Regions from separate parts of the Zea mays genome. Here regions 2 and 3 are each linked to region 1. Evidence: chromatin contacts called from public Hi-C data. All regions are on one chromosome and are shown on one strand. The core of a region is the stretch at or near the end of the contact, and the rest is flanking DNA. Distances in the headings are between cores, read along the strand shown.

Region 1 (3,836 bases), core at 820-3,319:
GCCAGTTAAGAGTACATTCTGATAAGCCTTTTGCATATTGCTGCTATTTATAGAGGTTTCAGGATTCAGGATTTTACACTGACACAGGTTTCAGGATTCAGGCTATCCTTGCATTCTTATCCACGGAATTCGATTTGGCTGATACTGGCATTGGGTTTCAATATTTTGTTAAATCTTTATGACTTAACATTATGATGAGCGACAAAACGACCCAAAATGATAAGAATGAGGGCTTTAAGTGCTCCACTAACTTAGCCTCTAGGAAAATCAGTCAGGCGCATTATTTCAGGGTTCAGTCGGTCTCACAAACTGGGTTCTTCAGGTAGGTGATATTAAATTCCGTGGCATGAAATGATTTAATATAATCATGGCAATAAGCAGTATCTGCTTCTTTCGTAAATGTTTATTTATTAAAAAAACTTGAAAAGATGTCTAGAATTGTATGGTTTGTTGTCTATGCTAATCATCTTTATTGATAAGGCTTCCAATATTTTTTGACACAAATATCTGGGCAAGCAGCACAAAGCCGACCATGGCAGATATTATCGGTATCGATCTAGGCACACCGAATTCATGCGGGTTCCTGAAGGACAGATCGGCGGGTTCCTGAAATGGCAGGTGCGGGACAGCGGGTTCCTGAAGGACAGATCAGCGGCACTGACGCCCCCGGCGGGGACGCGGCGGCGCTGGCGGCGCGCTACGCTGGGCTGGTGATCTCGATCGAGCGGATGGCGCGGTCGCCGCTGCTGATCTGCCATTCTCGCGCCCTTGCCCCGACACACGCTCACCACCAGCCCTCGCCAACCTCCGACCACGTTCCCCACACCGCCCTCGCCAATCATTAGAGTAGTAGAGATTTATTTTATAATGCATGCCAATAGTTCAGGTTGTAGATAACTGTTTTATTTTCTTCAACAGTAGTTCATCTTCAATGATTCTGTACATGCTGCTAGATTATTCATGGTTATCATCTCCTGCACATGGCAATATCTGGTGTGATTGAAGAGTTTATTCAGTGCTATGATAGGAGTATATGACTTAGTGAAAATTGTTAACGGTGGATATCCAACCAATGTTCCGTATTTCTATTGAAAACAGTTACGCTTGTATTTTATTTTGTTTGACACTTATGCTTGTATTTTATTTTGTTTAACATGGGCACAAACACTTACGCAAGTCACAAGATCTAATTTTTCCCCAAGACCATGCCTTATCACACATGCTACCTCTGGGTTGTGAAAAATATTTTCATTTTTGTAAATGTGCCTCAAGTCAATCGTTTGAATTTTATTAAGTCTAAAATACTTATTTGTTGTTTGTTTACCTTGGCCGACAATAAGAAGTTAAGAACACTACATGATAAACTGGAACACTTCAGGTTCAGCCTTGAGTGGGTTTGGTTTTATACTCCTATGGAGTTTGACACCGTCTGCAACCATTTTCAATTGATTCCGAGCTTTGGTAAAGGTTATGGTGAGTAAAGGAGTGATATGGGAATTGGGAAAGGCCAAAGTGCATAAGAAGCCGACGGGTCCCTGCTCGCGCGCCTGTTGCTGGAGGAGCCCGCGGACGAGGATCCCCTTGTTTATAGACCTCGCCTTGTGATCTCTACATCTTGTACAACTACACTGAGATTTTGTTTTTGGATCATGAAATGGACCGTACGTTGCATAACTTTGTATAATTTGCTAATAGCTTTGTGAAGGCAAATGGTACCATGTGATCTGCTAACGCCACACACACCAACATGTCACCTATGTGATAACCATGGTGATGCTAGCACTATTCGCCCCTTTTTTGCCAAAAAAAACTTGGACAAAATATTCAATGGTATTGTTAGCATATTACCACGCCGACTTGGTCATTCAGTAGTATTTACTAATTTGTGAGGGGTCTGTTCTTTTTTAACAAAAAAACTAAGATCGGCATGCTCATTACAGGTGAAAAGAGAAGCACATGAAAACTGAGTAGCGTCACAGACAATTCGATTGCCAGGTATCACCAATGTTCAGTTTACCATGCTATTTTCCAGAGTTTATAATGCAGATACTAGCTAATGAAGAGTTGATGCAAATAGTACCTACATGTTCTCTTGATTTTTTTTGATAAGGGAAATTTTATTGCTTCAAGATAATCATAAGTCACAACTCTCTTGAAAACAAAAACCTGACTACATGTTCTTTTGATACAATTGTCTTTTAATGTACCCCAGACGAAAACCTGGAAATGCGTCCCCGTCCCCATCCGTGGTTAGCTTGGCGCCGACAGCTTCCTCGTCTCCTCCTTCCACGCGCCCAACACCGAGGAGGACGGCAACAAGGTCTAGGCCTTCCTCGCGGAGATGGAGAGCACCATCAGGGACCACCCGCTCTGGGCCAACGCCACCGACTAGGAGATCGACCACGCGCTTGAGGTGAAGCCCTACCCCTCACTGAATCACTGTTCCTTGTTTTTTGCCTCCATGTACCTGATGAGGCCTTTTTTGTGCGTTAGGGCCTGGAGAAGTATGTCATGACCAAATTGTTCGACCGCACGTTTGGGACTTCCACTGAGGATGCCGTTTCCGACATGGACATCTTAGAGAAGATTGGTCTCTTGCAGCAGTTTGTTAAGCCTCATCACTTGGATATACCCAAGGTCCTGCATAACGAGGCATCGTGGCTGGTAACTCATTCTGAGCTTGAAGCATCCACAATGCGATTTCAGTCCTTGATGTTTGTCATAAGTTCTAAGGATGGGAGTAATTGGTGCATTTCACATTTTAATAGCATTGTGTGTTTGATCAAAATGAAGCCCCCAAAATAGTATTACTTGGATATAAATTTGCTAGCCTCGATATTCAAAAGGGTGTCAATTGTTAAGCATTCAGCTCTATTTTCCCCCTCTGTTATCAATTATGCTCTGATTGTACTGTGTATATTCAAGAAGTTGCTGGTTTTAATCATGTAAAATCCAAAATTTTAAATTATCCAAAGTTCCCATGAAAGAAATCGTTCCAGTGATACAGCCAAAGCTCATACTGACTGAGACCATTCTTTCTCTGCACATGCCACTTCAGCTTGCAGTGAAAGAGCTGCAGAAGATTAATTCCTTTAAAGCACCACGTGAGAAGCTTCTGTGCATCATGAGCTGTTGTCAAGTCATCAATAACAGCTGTGAGTTGAGAATTACACATAGGAAGGTGGTATCTTGTTCCTGATAGCCTTGGCTCACTAGAGTTTTGTAGCATTGTGGTGCCTTGCATTACTTGTACTTAGGTTGGGGGTCCTTTATTCACTAGGATGGATCTTCTGAAATTAGTGCTGAAGGAACTGAAAATTGGCACACATGACATATTGCCTTCTAACTGGTACAATCTGCCACCAGATGTCTCACAGTTTTGGTGCCGATCGGCTTCCTGCAATGGAGAATGTGAAAATCGAACCTGGAATGTAGGGCAGAAAACCACTACTGAGGCAGGTGGGGATAAAGATGGAGTCACATAGGCTGGGAGTATGTGTTGGATCCCAATGTTCTGTAGTTAGTGTTGAGGCTTGAGGTTTTAGAGCTGTAGTTTTGGGGAAAATGTGAGTTGTGACACTGATTTTTAACAACTGATGTGCTGCTCCAGTGCTCCGGGCAAATTCAGTCGGGCGTTATGCTAATGAAGATTATGTCAAAGGAAAATATGACCAAGGGTGAAAGGAGATTTATGTAGTTCCCTTTTAGTTACATATTCGATTTTATTTTAAACAGGTACGGATGAGGGATATCCATGGTTAAGTTTGATGCTTCAGGACCAATATCGTTGCGTGTCGATGCTGGTGGTATCTACATTTTCATAGTTACAGAACAGG
Region 2 (3,836 bases), core at 350-2,849, 210 kb after region 1:
ATAATAGATAGTGGATATTTCACACAAGTTCGCCGCAACATTAAAAGAGATACACAACATGCTACATAGTTTATTACAAAAGCGCAAACAACATAGCGAAGGATCTCTTTACGAACAGTGATACGAGACTTGAAAGGAAAGGATGGCCGTAGTGATTTGATAAATTTCATAAAATACTTGTGTTCGGCAACAATGAATGGATATTCATGCATGATGATGGCATAATATAGAAGTCTCACACTGGCTTTCTCATCATATTTATATGTCGCTATGTCATTCCCACTCTGACTTAGCTGTTGTTGACCCTTCACAAGACAATGTTTCAATTTTAAGTGGTTACTAAAAGCCTTTGTACCATTTGAAGCATCAGCCTTAGCTTTATGTGAACATCGAAGACATTTTGCCCACTTTTGCTTAACACTGGAACCATCAGGTTGCTCAACATCTATTTCATACCTTGTGAAATGTTGCCAGACCCATGAAGTGAGTCTTTTCCCAATCTGGCCATCTACTTGTTTTTCATCGTCGCCGACACTTGCTTGGGCACTTGCTGGTATGCTTGCACTTGCACTTGCCCTTACACTTGAACTTGCACTTGCGTTTGCACTAGCGGTAGCACTTGCAATTGCAGGTTGCACAACTACAACAAAAAACATTTTTTATTGCAAATTGAAACTTGCAGCCTATGAAAAGAAAATGCACAAAGTCATTACCTTCAGCTGATTTTTGCATTAAAACCATAAGTTCATTCTTGCTTGATGTGACCTTGAATGCAGATGCCATTAGCTTGCTGCTAGTAGGGGTACCGATTGGCTTCTTGGTTTTCATCTTGGAGATACTCATTGGCATTGGACCTTTATCCTTGTTCATAGCGGGAATTGTCACTGTTGGTACTAGTTTCCGTTGTTTCACAACACGATGGTCATTCACATACATGTACTTCTTCTTTCTCAGACCAACTTGCTGTTGGACGATGGCATTCTCACCACTAGCAATAGGGGCATCATCAGCATGGTCCTCTACTATCTGATCATTGTTACTGGCATTAGCATCACCCTCAAATGGATATTCCATTTCATCATCATTTAAACCATCCTCCATCTCAGTGATGTGATTTACATCCATGGTGCTGCCAATTCCTAAATAAAATAAGATATTCTCAGTGACATGAAAACTGATTTACATCCTCCATCTCAGTGACATGAACACCTGACTAAACAGAATAAGAGATGCTCGGACAGTGAATGTTGATGCTGACCTTTCTAGTGGCTGATTTGGGGAAGCTCTGAAGCTGATAGTCGCCACTCGCCGGAACAACTGGGACTACGAACACTGGAACAGGTGCAGTAAACCTGAGTGTCGGATGGAAACAGGCGAACTGCCATGAGCGGGGTGGAGACTCACCTGTAGAAGGGCCGAGCGGCGTACCGGCGCGGCGGCGTACTGGCGCTTCCCTGTGGCGACGACGGCTTTGGCAGAATGGCAGTCCAGTCGTCCGGGCCTCCGGCTGGCCGCTGGTGCCTGGCGGCTAGGGCTAGCTACGGCCGTGCGGGTGCGGCGTCTGCGTCTGTCTCCGTGAGTCCGTGGACCGTGGTCGCGTGGTGACTGGTGGACGTCTGGTCGTCCAAACAAATGGCCGGATGGACTGGGGCTGCCGACTGGGCCTGTTTGCACGTAGCATGTTCATGAAACAAGCATGGGCTTGACATTCCACGCACAGGCACTAGAAAATTGAAACGAGCATGCATGAGCCGAGAGCCCGAGACGTTCCACAACGAGCATGCATGAGCCGAGAGCCCGAGACGTTCCACGTACAGGCACAATGCATGCAGGAACTGAAGCGGGTACCCGCTAACCGGGTACCCGTATCCTACCCGTACTTCTCGGGTATTTGCCGGGTAGTGGTCATCATGTATCCTACCCGTATCCGACTGATGCATATCCGGGTAGTATCCGTATCCGACCCGTATACAAAATTACCCGTATCCGGTACCCGAAAAACAGGGTATTTTAAGTACCCGTATCCGGTACCCGCCGGGTAATCCTGTCCCGTTTTCACCCTAGTGACAGCAAGGCTGGCACTTGGTTTAGCTGAGTAGCAGCCAGCCACGCCTTGATTCAAGCTAGAAGGCGAGTTAGAGCGACTAACGTTTCTCCAATAATTCTCTAAATAGACTTGCTAAATTTAGTTATTTGCTATCCAACAACTTCTCAAACGTAGTTGGCATTGATTTCTTCGCACCGTATGCTCGTTCTTTCTTATGCAGCTATGTAGCTAGGTCGGACCGTAGCGAGACAGTCGGGTCCGACACGTGTGGCATAAATTTTTGGTCCACCGCTCCTCCACAGGTTGCGCCAACCGGTCTACTCCACCCTCGATGTCTTCTACCCTCAACCCCTCCATCTGCTAGGTCCGACGGGAGTAACCCTGCTCCTCGGCCCCACGACTATGCCACCAAGGCAGCTCTGGCGTCGCCAGACGACTAAGCATTCTCCTTCGCCGTTGAACTTCTTGACACTCGACCCTGCCGTCAAGCTAGCTATGCCGCCCTGCCAGGTCCGATGCGCAGGCTCAAGGTTCACCTCCTTCTACGTTATTGGATATAGTAGATAGATACAAGGCACTAACATGATTACTAGCTTCTAGGAGACATTGTATGTAATTGTTGCAGTCTATCGGCGCTCACGCCGCCGCTACAGAGAAGTAGGCTATCAGGGAGACAAAATCTTGATCGAACTCCAGAAAAAAGAAAATGAACCTACCAAAACTAGATTCAAAACTGAACTACTTCCCAAATATTAAAAACTTTTGGAGACCAAGTTATTTTTTACTCTCTATAGCTATTTTTTACTCTCTATAGCTATTTAGCGACTTGCTAAACCTGAGTTTAAGGACCTTTTTTAGAGATCTATTAGAGTTGTTCTTAGGGGCTATTTGACACAGCTCAGTTTCATAAAAACCAATTCAACTTTATTAACTTCAGAGTTGAGCAACTCTACTTCAAAGCTACAAGTTTAGGAAAGTGTTTGACTTGTAGACTAGCTTCTAGGAGTGAAAACGGGTCGGGTATACCCGTCGGGTACCAGATATGGATAGTGTAAATACCTGTTTTTCGGATATGGATTCGGGTATTTTTATATTCGAGACAGATACAGGTAATACCCGGATACTGCAACTTCGGATTCGGGTCAGATACAGAGCGAGTACTACCCGGTAAATACCCGAATATTCGAGTCGGATACGGGTACCCGGAATTCGGGTACCCGTTTTTCTTTTTCTGCATAAAATAGTTATAAAATCATAACTTTACATATGAAATCATATGAAGATAAAGTTTATATAAAAATTGTAGAGGTTGAAGAGATCTATAACTTTGTAGTACATCATTTTTTTGTTTAAACATATCTCTAGGCCAAAATCATTGAAATAATTTCCAAATTTATATCAAATTAATATACTTTATCATTTTTACGTGGGGGGCTTAAGCTTATCTCCATGTGGGAACTTACGGTTATCTTTTTATAGACTATTTATTAATATTGGTAACTTATTTGTAATTTTCGGTCGACGCTACAATATTTTATGGATTTAATTGTATTTTGATGATTTTCTACGATAAGAAATTAATAATATATAAATAGCCTAAAAAATCGTGAAACTTTACGGAGGCACGACATATGTCGATATATAACCATAAAAATGTTTGGATTATAAGATCTAGAAGATGTCCGCATTTCTTCTATTCCACTTTCACTTATTTGTATGAGTTACATGTGAAATCAATGTAAGTATCCAAGTTTCAACATAATCAGTACTTTACTTTATCATTTTCATA
Region 3 (3,836 bases), core at 961-3,460, 150 kb after region 1:
ATAAGAATACGAATTTGCACAACTGATTCTATATCCTTTTTATTTGCAGTCAAAGGAAAAAGATAAAAAAAATTGATATAAAAAAGTATTTGTTTTCATCCCTATTCTTGACGCTCCCGCCCTTTAAGGAGACTGACATTCGATAAGATACACACGACTTCAATCCAGTAAGCAAGAACTTAGAAACATGTTTGTTTCTTTTGTTCAATTCTTTAAACTTGTATCGTATATTAATATGAAACTTAAATTCTAGGCAGCATTAGTTTCTTACAGTCTTGCTTGATTTTGCCATACGATCTCCTTGCCCCCATAAATTATCATCCTGCATCCGCCACTGAAATGCACGGTTTACTGGCCATGGCCTTAGATATACGTTGGCTATGCAGTACACTAATAGTCGCCGCAACACTCCTATATCTCTTCGACACAACCGTTAGGCTCACTCCAACAGAGCCTCTTAAAGCTCCCCCAACGTGACATAGGAGGAGCTTTAGGGGGATTTGGTCTCCAACAGCCGCATATAGCTCCCCTTATATGTTAATTAACATGTTTTATTCCAATTTAAGCCTCATGGTATGATAATCTATACTACTCTATTAAGAACCTAATGTGGGTATCTGATGCTACCATGGCTTCACCCTCCGTGCTAACACTTTGAGCCCGCCTCACGTCACTACCGGCGCCCATATGCGTCCCGCCTGGTTCTCCCGACTGGTTCTCCCGTCCCATATGCGTCCCGCCTCGGCGCCGTGCCCTATGGGCCCAACGTCCAGCGTCCACGCAGCGTTCTCTCAGCTACTGCCCTATGGTCCCCAACGCCCGCACAGCTAGCAGACCACAAGTAACTTAGTGTTTAGAAATAAACAATAATTGTATAAAAAATAGTGCAGAGCAAGCAATTGAACCCACGCCCCTGCCTCAGAAATTTGAGGCTAACTACCAAACCACACGTAACTTAGTGTTTAGAAACAAAAAATAATTATATTTGAATAGATATCTCAATACTTACATATATAATATATAAAAATCGTAGCAAAGTACGTACAACTAGTTAGTAATGTGTATTATGGCACTACAAACATTGTATGAATTTTAAAATTTCAAAGAAAGATAAATACATGTTAATTAACTGAATTCTAGTGTACATGGAGAATTGTTGGAGACGAATTGTATTTAGATGGAGAATCTTTGAGAGAGATAGTAAAATATATTAGCAAGTATCATGGTAATTGTTGGAAAGAGCATCAAAACGGCTGCTGCTGCTGTGAATACTATTTATGGCATGGTTGGAAGCACCTAGTTTTTTAAAAAAATTGATTATAAAAACTATAGTGATTCTAAACGTAACAGTTTATGTTCTAGTGTTTATAGAAATTGGATTCCCAAGTTGCTCTTTTTTAGCTAAAACCACTTTTGTTTGTTTAATTACATCATGCCTTTTTTGGTTTTATAGAATTTACATATATTGCTACCGTTTTTTAAAATAGAGGAAATGTATGATAGTAATTATGTATCAATAGAATATGGTTTCTTTGAAACTAAGTTCCAAACACCGTCACCCAACTTTTTTTTTCATAAACTAGTTTATAGAAACTGGTTTTTAAAAAAACGGTGTGCCTCCAAACATAATCTTAGGCTAGCGGTTTTTATAAGAAAATACCAGTGTATATTCATTTGTAATGACGATTTTGGCCTGGATCCACATTTTGCGCTACTGGCGTTTACTTCTTTAGGAACCATCAATATAAAAAAATCATCGCTAAAAAGAAATACTTTTCATGTATGACGGCCTAATTCGGCACTTCATAAACGTTATAACTCAATTATTATTAGTACTTAATTGTTTATAGATAAATTATTGTTTAAAAGTGCACACTTAATAAAAACACGCGGATGACCCAAAACTCACCCGTAACCCGACGGGTTAGGTGTGGATTTGGAATTACGCCCACAGATATGATATCGGACGGATTTTTACTTCACCCGATCTCAACCCGACCCATTGTCTAATCTCCACCCAAAAGTCAAAGTAGGCCATAGTTTATGATACATTTGGGCAGGGTACACAGGAATCAACGAACACGTACTAGAGGGTGTTTACCCTAAACCCTTTGTGACAGCGTTCGATTTTGCAGGATGTTATGATGCACTGAGATGGACTAGCTAACCATATGCATGCATCATCCACTGTACTAACAAACCACCGGCTCCACTGTACTAACAAACCACCGGCCGCATGCACCGGCCCACGAGGCAGCCAATTATTTCTATAGTACGTGCCAGTACCAAACAAATTCGCCGAACAATCCGCCACAGGCACCTTGCCCCCACGTGTAAGTGCGTGTGCGGAACCTAGAATCATCGATGACCATGACCCCCTCGGTATGCCGCCTATCCATCCATTTCCTGCCAAACCGCGTGGATTATTTTGGAATGTAAGCTTTCTTTACATGTCTATGTTTTCCTCCTAGTCTACGCGTGTTAGTTTTATACAAAATTTAAACTAAATTCCACCACAAACAACTCAACCATATAGAATAACTAGTCGGTTCCTCGTGCGTTGCGACGGCTTACAACAATACCCACGTAAACTATCCACCAAAAAAATATCAATATTTTTATTGATTGTCTCCACTTTTTGCATAATATTTTTTATAAACGCACGGGTATCATAGGCAGCAAATCAGAGACTCTTATCTCTCGACTCCTCCACTTCCAAGGTTTCGTAGAGCAGGAGGGGAAGGGAAGAGGCGGACATACTTGTTCGTTGCCGTAGAAAAAGACACAACGAAGACCTGGGCATCTGGAGGCGACACAGGTAGTATACCGCTAGATATATAGGGAGAGAGCACGCTAGCGGAGAAAGAAGCCCAGCCGGAGCAGCTACAAACCGAGAGGCACCCGCATCAGGCGTCAATCCGAGAACGGCGAGAGAATGCGAGTGTCTTTCCAGCCCTGGACCCGCCGAAGCGACACAACATCACCACCAACTCCGTAGCATATGCCGACTGCTGCTACGCTACGGGTCTTGGTTGTCCAATATCTCAGACCTGGACTCCTCATCGCCAAGATAACCTAAGTGTGGCAGTGTAACACCCTAAATTTGGGGGTATAAAATTTCTTTCTTATGATCATCCAATTTCAGGTGTTAGTCTTCTCTATCTCACTCTAGATTCTCTCTCTCCAGCTTTCTCCCTCTCTTTTTCTTTTAATTAGAGTTAGTTGTATTAGTGAAGGATTATTATTTTATTTTGCCCAAAACTTATGAGTCATGGAATGTTGCATCATATTGAGCCTAAATATTCTTTGAATTGTTGCATATATTTGATTTGGCTTGAATTTGAAACTTGATTTGAATTTCAATTGAAAACCCTAGTGAAAATAAATAGAAAAGCAATTAGAAATTCCCTGGAAATAGAAAAAGTCATTTCAACCCATTTAGCCCAAGCCGACCCAGCCCCGCGCGCCCTCGGTGTCTGACAGGCGGGCCCCGCTTGTCGGCGCAAGCCTGAGCGCGCCCTCTCTCCCCCTCTCTCTCTGCCCTGTGGGCTAGACCTGTCAGTGTTGGTTCCCTGGCGTGCGCCCACTCTCCCTCTCTCTGTCCCGTCGTCCCCACCTGTCAGCCGTCCTCAACCTCCCGCCCACGATCTCCCCGCCGTGGACGCGCCCACGACCGCACGTTCTCCAGCCACGTCCGTGCGCCCGCGCCCCTTTTGAGCCCCGCGCCCTGCTCGCCCCCTCCCCTCTCTCATTTGCGTCGTCTGCCAAACCCTCTCGCCCTCTCTCTCGCTCTGCCCACGCGAGCAGAGAGCTCCGCCACCGCCCGCCGACGACCA

The links. A called contact is a pair of places that touch in the nucleus more often than the background predicts.
Region 2: a Hi-C map of endosperm shows a contact between it and region 1, with 2.6 times the contacts expected there. The contact joins the promoter of LOC103638693 here to the promoter of LOC103638692 in region 1. A contact is called at or near these places in 7 of 25 Hi-C or Micro-C datasets (ear, endosperm, leaf and 2 more) and 1 of 3 datasets of contacts at active chromatin or transcription factors (leaf).
Region 3: a Hi-C map of ear shows a contact between it and region 1, with 1.7 times the contacts expected there. The contact joins the enhancer-like site here to the promoter of LOC103638692 in region 1. A contact is called at or near these places in 2 of 25 Hi-C or Micro-C datasets (ear and endosperm).

The regions. Positions count from the first base shown.
Region 1 is chr9:95,484,838-95,488,673 of Zm-B73-REFERENCE-NAM-5.0, forward strand. It overlaps LOC103638692, which reads left to right and starts at 2,070. Exons shown (of 6, transcript XR_002265128.3): 1 at 2,070-2,413; 2 at 2,494-2,664.
Region 2 is chr9:95,698,200-95,702,035 of Zm-B73-REFERENCE-NAM-5.0, forward strand. LOC103638693 reads right to left here and starts at 1,600. Exons shown (of 4, transcript XM_008661534.3): 1 at 1,405-1,600; 2 at 1,259-1,332; 3 at 714-1,139; 4 at 1-640. The coding sequence starts at 1,125.
Region 3 is chr9:95,639,506-95,643,341 of Zm-B73-REFERENCE-NAM-5.0, forward strand. No RefSeq gene overlaps it. Among protein-coding and RNA genes, the nearest start is that of LOC100279655, 52 kb to the right of the region's middle. Within about 2 kb of position 2,211, at least 14 of the 20 cell types and tissues checked have an H3K27ac peak or open chromatin away from gene starts, as enhancers often do. A contact at or near this core is called in ear, where this site is marked.